Linked DNA regions of Mus musculus: region 2 is linked to region 1. Evidence: chromatin contacts called from public HiChIP or PLAC-seq data. All regions are on one chromosome and are shown on one strand. The core of a region is the stretch at or near the end of the contact, and the rest is flanking DNA. Distances in the headings are between cores, read along the strand shown.

Region 1 (4,671 bases), core at 1,127-3,626:
TAGTACAACTCCTTAATTCCGTTTGCTTTCATTTCCCCTGGAAAACCCACCCATGATGTGTGCAGTCTGGTCGCACAGGCTCACACCACGAAACATATGCCCAGAACACAGAAAATGTAAAATCTGCAACCTGTAAGCGCCAATAACCAACATAGCACCAGGGTGGACCACATAGCTTTCCAAAGGTGGCATTGAGCCTAGGAGAGACCATGGGAACTTGACTTCTCAACCACTGGCCACCCTGTGTTCTCTGTGCCTCAACCCTTCAATGTCAGTAAGTTCTGTTCTGCCCATTATGTGTTCCAGATGTCTCCCTGACTTCCTCCTCAGAGCTAGTTGGGAGCCTCCTCTCTGTCCCCTGTCCCTTTTCCTAAAGCCCCACCATACCTCATGAATAAATTACAGCTATGCTAGACAGCTATTCACTATGGATTTAGGACTGTAATCACCCACAGGAATGCATACAACCTATGTGTCAAGAGAAAAAGTCCAGGTCCTCATTTTGCAAAAGCACCTGATCCAGTGAAAAGAGAGACCCGAGATGGTGATTATTCTATTTCCAGTTGACTGGATAGGTGCTATTTCTGGGTGTCTGGGAGTGTATTGCAGGTAGGATTTGTGTATACATTGCTACAATCAGTAGAGACATGGGGTGGAGGACATCATCTATCCCTATAAGATCTGAGAAGGAAGAGAGAGAGAGGTGGTTCTCTCTCTCTCTCTCTCTCTCTCTCTCTCTCTCTCTCTCTCTCTCTCTCTCTCTCTTTCTCTCTTGCTTCAACATTGACCTCTCCTGGCCCCTAGACTGGAACTTGAGCCCTCTCAACCCTGGTTCCTAAGATAGGACTCTGGGTGAAACTGCAAACCTATTGTGGGGCTTCTCAGTTTAATAAATCCCATTCCAAAGACACTTTCCATTGGTTCTAGAGAACCTTACCACATGACCATCCACAGTGATCACAAAGCTCACAGACAGGCTGGCAGGGTTGTCATCAAATCCACAGACTTGCTTCCATCCTCATGTGAGGAAGAACTCATGGACTGGAAACACAAGGAAATAGGATGTGCTAAGAAATATTTCAAGTAGGCAAGAGGGAAGAAGGGAGGGAGGGAGGGAGAGAGAGAGAGAGAGAGAGAGAGAGAGAGAGAGAGAGAGAGAGAGAGAGAGAGAGAGAGAGAGAGAGAGAAGGAACAAGGGCCTGGGGGCATCCCAGGGCATGCTGAAGAATGGTGCTGTTCAAGCACGCAATCCTTACTGGGTGCCTGCAGTGTCCATACAGAAAGAACAGAACAAGCCAGCTGGATGATGGCTCTCCCTCAAGAACTCCACAGCCCTCCAGGGGGAGGGGCAGTCTAAACAGAATATATTGAGGACCAATAACCACAGCCTCCCAACCAGGACGGCAGATGGGGAATGGGTTATAGGTCTGTCAAGGTGCTGAAGTTTTCATTTAGCATGAGGTATGGGTACCATGAGTAAAGGCATTAGGGAGGTTCCACAAGACAGAGGTACCAGAGGCTGCTCTGCAGGCAGAAGTTCTCAAGACAGGCTGCTTGGAGGGAGTGACTCTAAAGTTGGACTCTGGCAGAAGCATGCAGGGTTTTGTGTGTGTGTGTGTGTGGGGGGGGGTCAGAGACTTCAGGTAGGAGGGATAGTAAAGGCTGATAGAAGTAAGGAATGGGGACATGAGCTATGCACAAAGTGCCATGCTGAGATTTCAGAGCCTCCCAGGCTACCTCATCTAATCTTCTCACCCCTCCAAGGAAAGGAGGCCATTCTACAGACAAGAAAATCAACACAGGCTACTTGCATGATCTCCTCATCAGAGAAGCTCCCAGTGAAGGCAACTTGCCCCATCACTGAGAGAGTCTCTACAGTTTCTTCTAGAAGATCCCCCAAGATATGAAACAAAGGAGAGGGAAATCTACAAGGAGGTAGTGCAGCACTAGCAGCTTGGTCTTCCCAGGGTATGGAGCACTTGCGTGGGTAGTGGTCAGCTCCTCCTAGGAGGACATGCTACTGAGCATAGGGCAAGAGGACTCTAAGGCAACTACCATGATTTTTATGCCCAGGCAGCTGCCCTGAAGTGAGATAGGCAGGGGATGTCACACAATGAGCCTACAGAGATAAGGCAGGGCTACTGAATCCCCAATACCATGAATTAGGACACTGGGTGCAATCAGTGGTGATCCACTGATGAGGAGAAGTCAGCCTCCACCCTGAGTCCTAGGGACATGTCTCTCAGCATGATGCAGACATAGGTAGGACCTCATTGCCTGGCACAACGTGGCCATGTTCTAGAAAATTCTGTGTGCTCTCCTGATCTGCGTGTGCTGTGCATGTATGAATGCAGTGGTAGAGGCCAACCTGGGATCTCATGCATACTGGACATACTGGGCAAGTACTCTTGCCTGAGCCTTAATTCAGCCCAGATCTGGATACTGTCTTTGGTTTTGGTTTTGTTTTTTTCCTTCTACTTTTAATTGGTTCGTTGTGAATTTCACACTATGCACCTAATCCCACTCATCTCCCCCTCCCCTCATACCTGCCCTCTACCCTTGAAACCTTCCCCCGAACAGAGAAAAAATTCTTTCTGTGGAAGCTGTGGTGTGTCACAGTGTGTCCCACAGTTCACCCTTTTGTCCACACTTCTTTGTTTGCAAATGTTCATCGCAATGACTCATCTGTCTGGTGTGAGGCCTCTGGCTTCTGCTAGTCTATCAATACTGGACCCTCGCTGGGACTCCTCTCGGATTCACTGTTGTTGCCCTGTGTCATGGAGATCCTGTAGTTTTGAACCTGTAGGACCAGCCCCTTCATGCACTCCAGCCGTTCACTGATGGGGTACATGTTGGGATGAGCCCTTTCAAAACCTTGGATCTGAGAGGTATATGAGCTGGTCAGCTCAAAGGCTCTTCTATTATCATGCCCTCAGGGCATCTCACCACCACCAACCCCTGCAACCAAGGCCAGCTCTGCTCTGTTGCCCCAGTGAGACGCAGGACCCACTCTCCTGAGTGTTGTAGTTGGTGAAGGACATGGTCAATTCTCCCACTCTTATGACCCTGGGACTGTCTTTCCTGCCCACCATAGATAGTGAGGGGTGAAGGAGAAGAGGAGGGTGTCTCTCCCACATCCCTCATCTGCACCACTGTCCAGTAGACAAGAGGCAGGGCCGGTTCTCCCATACTCACACCCATGGTATTGGCTCACCTGCAACCCTATACAGGGCCAGCTCTACTGTGCTCTTCAAGTGAGATGCAGGGCCTGCTCTCCAGAGAGCTATAGCAACTGAGAGGCAGGGACAGCCCTCCTGCTTTGATGACCTCGGGCCAATTCTCCTGCCTGCCATAGATGGTATGGACTCAGGGGTGATACTCCCACTCACCCACCCACGTCACTGCAAGGCAGACAAGTTGTGGAGCCAGATCTCCTAAGCTCACACACTCAGTTTCACACACACACACACACACACACACACACACACACACACACACACACACCCATCTACTGCCAAGATCAGCTCTACTGTTGTGCCCTGGCAAGGTGCAGTGCCTGCACTCTCGAATGCTACAGCTGGTAAGGGACAGACAGAACTCGTCTGCTCTAATGATCTCAGGGCCAGGTCTGTTGCCTGCTGCAGGTGGTGAGAAGGAAGGCAGGGGAAAGGGTTATCTCTCTCTCTCATCCATGTCACCATACAGGAGACAAACAGCAGGGCTTATGCTTGCATCCTGGGGGCTATCTCACTCTCAGTGTGTGGGCCATACTCCGAGTACTACAGCTGGCTAGAGGCAGGGCCAGTTTACCCACTCTCATACTCCCAAGGGCCAGCTCTCCCACAATGCTCAGGTGAGGAGTGGAGCCCGTTCTGCAAAGCCGTCAGACATCAACATGTCTCAGAATGATAGCCCAGACCAGGGACATCTATCTGCCCGGCCTTTGGTGATAACAGACCCCCTACTGCTGCAGAGCCATAGACCCAGATATGTGCCCCTCCCCGGTTGCAGCACAGGCCATGACCCCACCATGGTCCTGGGTAACATTGCCAACTACTCACATCAGGCTGTTCCTCGCTGCCCTCAAGACTCTAGTTCCTGCCTCTCTTCATTGTGCCCCATTCCTCTGCTTCTCCTCTTCTTCCATTTCTCCACCACTTGCTCCTTTTAGTGGTACAGAGGCTTCTGAGTGTCTGGGTCATCTCAGGAGTGGTCTCAGGAGTGCTACGTCTCCTTCATGACAACCACATGACCCGTGGACCACAAAGAAGCAGGTGGATCAGGATACATTTGCCTGATTCCTCCTGGGATGGGGGTGGAACGTCCCTTAGAAGCAGAAGGACTCAGGAATGCTAGCAGGGTCATAGCTATATCCAGCAGCTCCAGTCCCATGCTGGGCACAGGTGGCTCTCTGGCAGAGTGTGTTTGAGGATGAAAGAAAGCCGTTAGCCCAGGGTAATCTGCTAGGCTGCTGAGAAGCCTACATCTGAACCCCTGTAACCTCTCAAAACACTGGTGACATAATGGGGCATGTGGCTCTGAATCAGTGAAGCTAAACACCTTTAGGTGACAGATGGGTGCCTACACAAGTGACACCTACTGTGGTGGCTTTGAACTCTTGGTCTCCAGCTGGTGATATTTGGGGGAGGCGTGTGGTCTTGATGGAGAAAG
Region 2 (4,671 bases), core at 1,392-3,891, 160 kb before region 1:
GCTCCCGTGTCTGCCCAGGGAGCCAGAGGGTCCTGGTGGCTTTGAACCCTTGCCCATTCCCAAGAACACGAAGAAATCTTCCTTTTTTTTTCTAGAAAGGAAAGGTCAGTAAGTTTATGCTCAATATCTTCAGCTCATTCTTTTCTGTCAATACTAATTTTATTTGCTTTGTATTTATTCCTCTATATTTACCACTGAGAGCCCCAGAGAATGAAAGGACATCAGAATTCCTCCAGTTCTTTGTACTGAAGTTGCAATTGGTGGGGAAATCAGTGCCTGGCAGATGGCTATCAGGCTTAATTATTAATCCATAGCAAAGATTTTGGAACAATCAGGGATGACATTATCTCTCCCAGTTCCTTGAGGGCATTAGGGAAGGATCCAGGGGCTGGTCTCTCATATAGTGTGGGTGGAGGATGGACTGGAACAGTGAAGTCTGTAAGAGTTAGGGTGAGCTGGGTCCCCATTAGACCTCTGGAACCTTCCTCCCATTTCCCCAGTGTTTTAGCTTCATTTCCTGTTGCTGGGATGAAATATCACAACAAAAGCAACTTAAGGGAGAAAGGTTTATCTGGCTTACAGTTCCAGGTTACAGATCACCACTGTAGGGAAGCCAAGGAAGTAGGAACTCTTCTTACAACTGACTGTTCACATCAACCCACAGTCAAAAGCAGAAAGCAGTGAATGAATGTATCCCCTTGTTCAGCTCACTCCCCACCTCCAACCCCCGGCCACTTTCTAGGGAATGGTGTCACCCATAGTGGCTCACACACAGGCCAACCTGATCTAGACAATTGCTCTTTGAGACTCTTTCCCCAGGTAATTCTAGTCATGTCAAGTTGTCAATTAAAACTAACTAGCACAACCAATAAGGGCCAAGGTTTGGGCTTTCACAGAACATGGTAGGACCAGGAAGTTGAACTTTCTATATGGTGCCTTCAGGCTGTGCTTAAGGGTTCTAGTTAGCAAGGCAGAAGTTGCAAGAGAGGGTAAGTGAGATGATGTCATAGCTGGCTTTGGAACATACAGTTTCTTCTAAGGCCATTTATTCTCTTCTGGAGATCTAGAAAGCCTGTGTGGTGCTCTTCAGAATGAGAAGAGAGGGTGGGCATAAGGAAGACTCAGGTTGAGGAAGGTCAAGTAAAGCCAGATCTTGGATGAAGTAGAAGAGTCTCATGGGCCCCAAATTTAAGGAGATGTCCTCTTGCAAAACCATGAAATGAGTGCTGTGTGCCCCACTGCACACTGGCACTGAAGAAATGGGAAGAAGAAACATACATGAGTTGAGGAAGGGTAAGGTACTTCCATGGCAGAAACTCCAAGAGGCTAATGGGATGCATAGGCTCCTTGTCAGTACCCTGAGGTGATGTGCATCAATAAGCCTTCGTGAGGCATCGTGGAAAATGACTGAAGGAGAACACGTGCCTGTTGCATCTGTCCCTCACATAGGCTATTTAATTTCTTCTTTTAGCCTTCACTGTATTTAGAGGGAAAACTATATTTGGGTTAGTAGAATAGGGGTTAAAAGCATAATGGAGAAAAGTTATGTTTATGAGGAGAATGAGTCAGGGTATCAAAGGTGAGGAAACTACCCATGATTCTTGCAACTATGTCACAAGACAAAGCTCAGGTTCCATCAAGACAGTCCTTTGGAAGGGGAAGAGACATGGAGCCACCCAGATGACATGGGCAGGTGATGAACTAGAACGGGAACCAAAATGATGGAAGAATAAATTATCTCACCTTACCTGTGGACAGGGTGATCCTGACCAATCTAGTTTCAACACCTTAATAGCATGTCACCTACACTTAACTTTTTGGATCCAGATCCTACAGACTGACTGGTCTGAGTCTCCTAGGACTGAGGAGGCCCTCACTGGAGATTTGAGTCTAAGCAATTAAATTTGAGATCTAATGTTAAGGAATGTGATGGGGGAGATTGTCTCACCATTTCCAAAGAGTCCAGTGAAGAAAACATGTAGATTTTCACTATGCCAAATAGATGCTTCAAGTCCAGAGCCCTGATGCTCCTGGGTCCACAGGGTCACTAGGTGGACTCTGTGAGGAAGAGGCAAGGGGCAGATGGGTTTGGTTTGGAGACTATTTAAAGAAGTTTTTCTTGAGTTGATCTCCTGCTCTTTTCCTTATTTTTCCCAAGGACTCTCTAAGCATGGCAATATTATGGCGGCTGTGACTAGAGAAATGTGAAGGAATGAATAAGGTGGGATTGATTCCTGTGGCCTTAAAGTCATGTAGAGTGCAAACACTCTATATAATAACAGTGGATTGAAAGTTGGCCTTCCTCCTAGTCTTGGAAACCCCTTCTACTCAGTTGACAGCTACGTGCAGTCACCTTCCACTGCACTGAGTGGCCTCAACCCAGGGAGGATGCCAGTAGCCAATGTCCTAAACTCTTGGGCCCTGAGCATTCCATATACCATCTTATGTCACTGGCATGCTTGCCCTGTGGCACATAGATTATTTGACTCACCTATGGATGATGAAGCAAGGAACCACAACGTCTAAATAGCTTGCCCAAAGATAGGGAAGCTGGTTGGCGGCGGAGCTCGGGCACACACAGGCGTGACTCCCAAAGCTGCAGAGGACAGTGTGCTGGCTCAGTCACCCTCTTCTGCCTCTGTTCTCCCCTCCGTCCTCTGACTCACAGGAAGTTGCAGAGATACTGCAGGCAATTGTCCAGGCTGTGGGCTACACGACTCCCAATCATAGTGATGTCTCATTGCCACAATCAACCCTTCCAATTCGGTCCTCGACGCCAGCCCTCCCTCAGGTGCTGGCACTGTCTGCTTTTTTCTCCACCAGCTACAGTTACCATGCCCGTAACATCCAATCCCAGGAACACTCTCAATATGTTCTTAATAAAATCCAATCCTCCATCACTTCTTTTATTGTATTGCTTTTCCTCTTCATAAAAAGAACTCCTGAAAAGAAAAGTTGTTTCTTCTTGTCTTTGGTTCTTAATTCTTTTGCAAGGGGTCCTTGATTTTTGTTCCTATAGAAAAGAAACCTCTCGGGCTGGGGAGATGGCTCAGCGGTTAAGAGAACTGACTGCTCTTCCAAAGGTCCTGAGTTCAACCATCCATAATGAGATCTGACGCCCTCTCCTGGTGTGTCTAAAACAGCTACAGTGTACTTATATATAATAAATAAATAAATCTTTAAAAAAAGGAAAAGAAACCTCTCTCTCTCTCCCCCCACCCCTCTCTCCTCTTCCCCGAACAAAGGCTAGTATTGTTATGGCTTACATTTGTTAGCCAGCTAATGGGCTTTAGAGAAGTGATTGGATTCTGAGGGTTCTCACCTGCCTGATGAATTAAGTAATGTGAATTCAAAGTAGAAGGCGAGGCCTAGTTAGTGAATTTAAGTTACAGGTGTGCCCTGGAAAGATGTTGTTGTCATGGTTTCTTTTTAAATTGTCAACCCCAATACAACCTAGAGTGACTTGGGAAGAAGGAGCCTCCGTTGAAGAATTATCTGCACCAAGTTGGTCTGTAGTCATGTCTGTGAGAATTATCTTGGTTGAGGATTGATGTGGGTAGAAGGCTGTAGCCCACAGTGTGTGGCACCACCCCTAGGCTTTTCTCAGGTTTGTTTCACTATGGTCAGATAAACAGTCACTCAGACGCTGATAGTGCAGTGGTTTAAGGAAGCCTGGTTACTTTTTAAGCTGGTGGTTCATCTTGCCAAATATATGGGATCCTGGTCTTTTGGCCATTTAGGATTCAAGAGTTATAGGGTCATGGAGATTTCCACAGAGGTTTAAAAGGAATATTGGGAAGGAAGACAATACATGGCAGGATTAGGTGGCCCACAAGCAGTCTCTCAGAGGCTGAGGTGAGGAACTATAATTGAGACCCCAGGAAGTCAGGGATGCCAGGAATATGAAAAGTCTGCTAAGACAGCCTACGAGAGGGGCCATGTGGACTGCGACAGGCAAGGTCAGAGAGGGGGGTTGTATAATACATTCAGACCTTATATCCCACCACTACATACCTTGTACTCTAGTGGACCCAGAGGTACAAGATGCTTGCCCTGCTGGCTTTCTGTCTTGCTTAGATCATACACTTCATTTCTGTGCTTCATTCCTCCCTTTTGGAAAACAACATTTATTATGTGACATCATACATTGCAATGTCTTAGAATCTTACAGGAGTTCATATTAATAGCTAAGAGGTTGCCTTGAGTCTATAAACTTGAGATTTTTAAGTAATGCTGGTGCCATAAAAATTATAGAGATAGACTGAATATGTTTTGCATTATAAGATGGTCATGAGCCCTTAGGGACCAGAGAAGATACTGTTTGTTGGCATTCCTTCTAGACTCTGCCCAACAGTTACCTGGCAACAGCCAGTGGGCCTGGCTTGCTATAAAAGGGACTGTTTGTCTTCTCTTTCTCTCTTACTCTCTCTGACTCTCTGACCCTCTTCTCTCCCCCTCACACCTTTCTTGCTCTCTCCCCTTCTCCCTCCCTCCTTTCTCCACGTGTTCCCGGCCTCTTCTCTCTCTTTCTTTCTCTTTCTCTTTCTCTTTCTCTTTCTCTTTCTCTTTCTCTTTCTCTTTCTCTTTCTCTTTCTCTTTCTCTCTCTCTCTCTCTCTCTCTCTCTTTCTCTCTCTCCCTCTCCCTCTCCCTCTCCCTCTCCCTCTCCCTCT

Evidence for each region. HiChIP or PLAC-seq counts read pairs in DNA pulled down with a chosen protein or histone mark.
Region 2: a contact with region 1 is called in an HNF4G HiChIP or PLAC-seq map of pancreatic cancer cells. The contact joins two enhancer-like sites. A contact is called at or near these places in 14 of 39 promoter capture datasets (the 3T3-L1 cell line, 3T3-L1-derived adipocytes, Sertoli cells and 7 more), 1 of 115 datasets of contacts at active chromatin or transcription factors (pancreatic cancer cells) and 2 of 9 other capture datasets (liver and macrophages).

The regions. Positions count from the first base shown.
Region 1 is chr1:88,391,551-88,396,221 of GRCm38.p6, reverse strand. No RefSeq gene overlaps it. Among named protein-coding and RNA genes, the nearest start is that of Spp2, 13 kb to the left of the region's middle. Within about 2 kb of position 2,376, at least 6 of the 459 cell types and tissues checked have an H3K27ac peak or open chromatin away from gene starts, as enhancers often do. A contact at or near this core is called in pancreatic cancer cells, where this site is marked.
Region 2 is chr1:88,554,596-88,559,266 of GRCm38.p6, reverse strand. It overlaps Gm19589 (predicted gene, 19589), which reads right to left. Exons shown (of 6, transcript NR_037971.2): 2 at 4,015-4,110; 3 at 2,492-2,942; 4 at 1,949-2,058. Among named protein-coding and RNA genes, the nearest start is that of Gm19589, 5.4 kb to the right of the region's middle. Within about 2 kb of position 2,641, at least 33 of the 459 cell types and tissues checked have an H3K27ac peak or open chromatin away from gene starts, as enhancers often do. A contact at or near this core is called in pancreatic cancer cells, where this site is marked.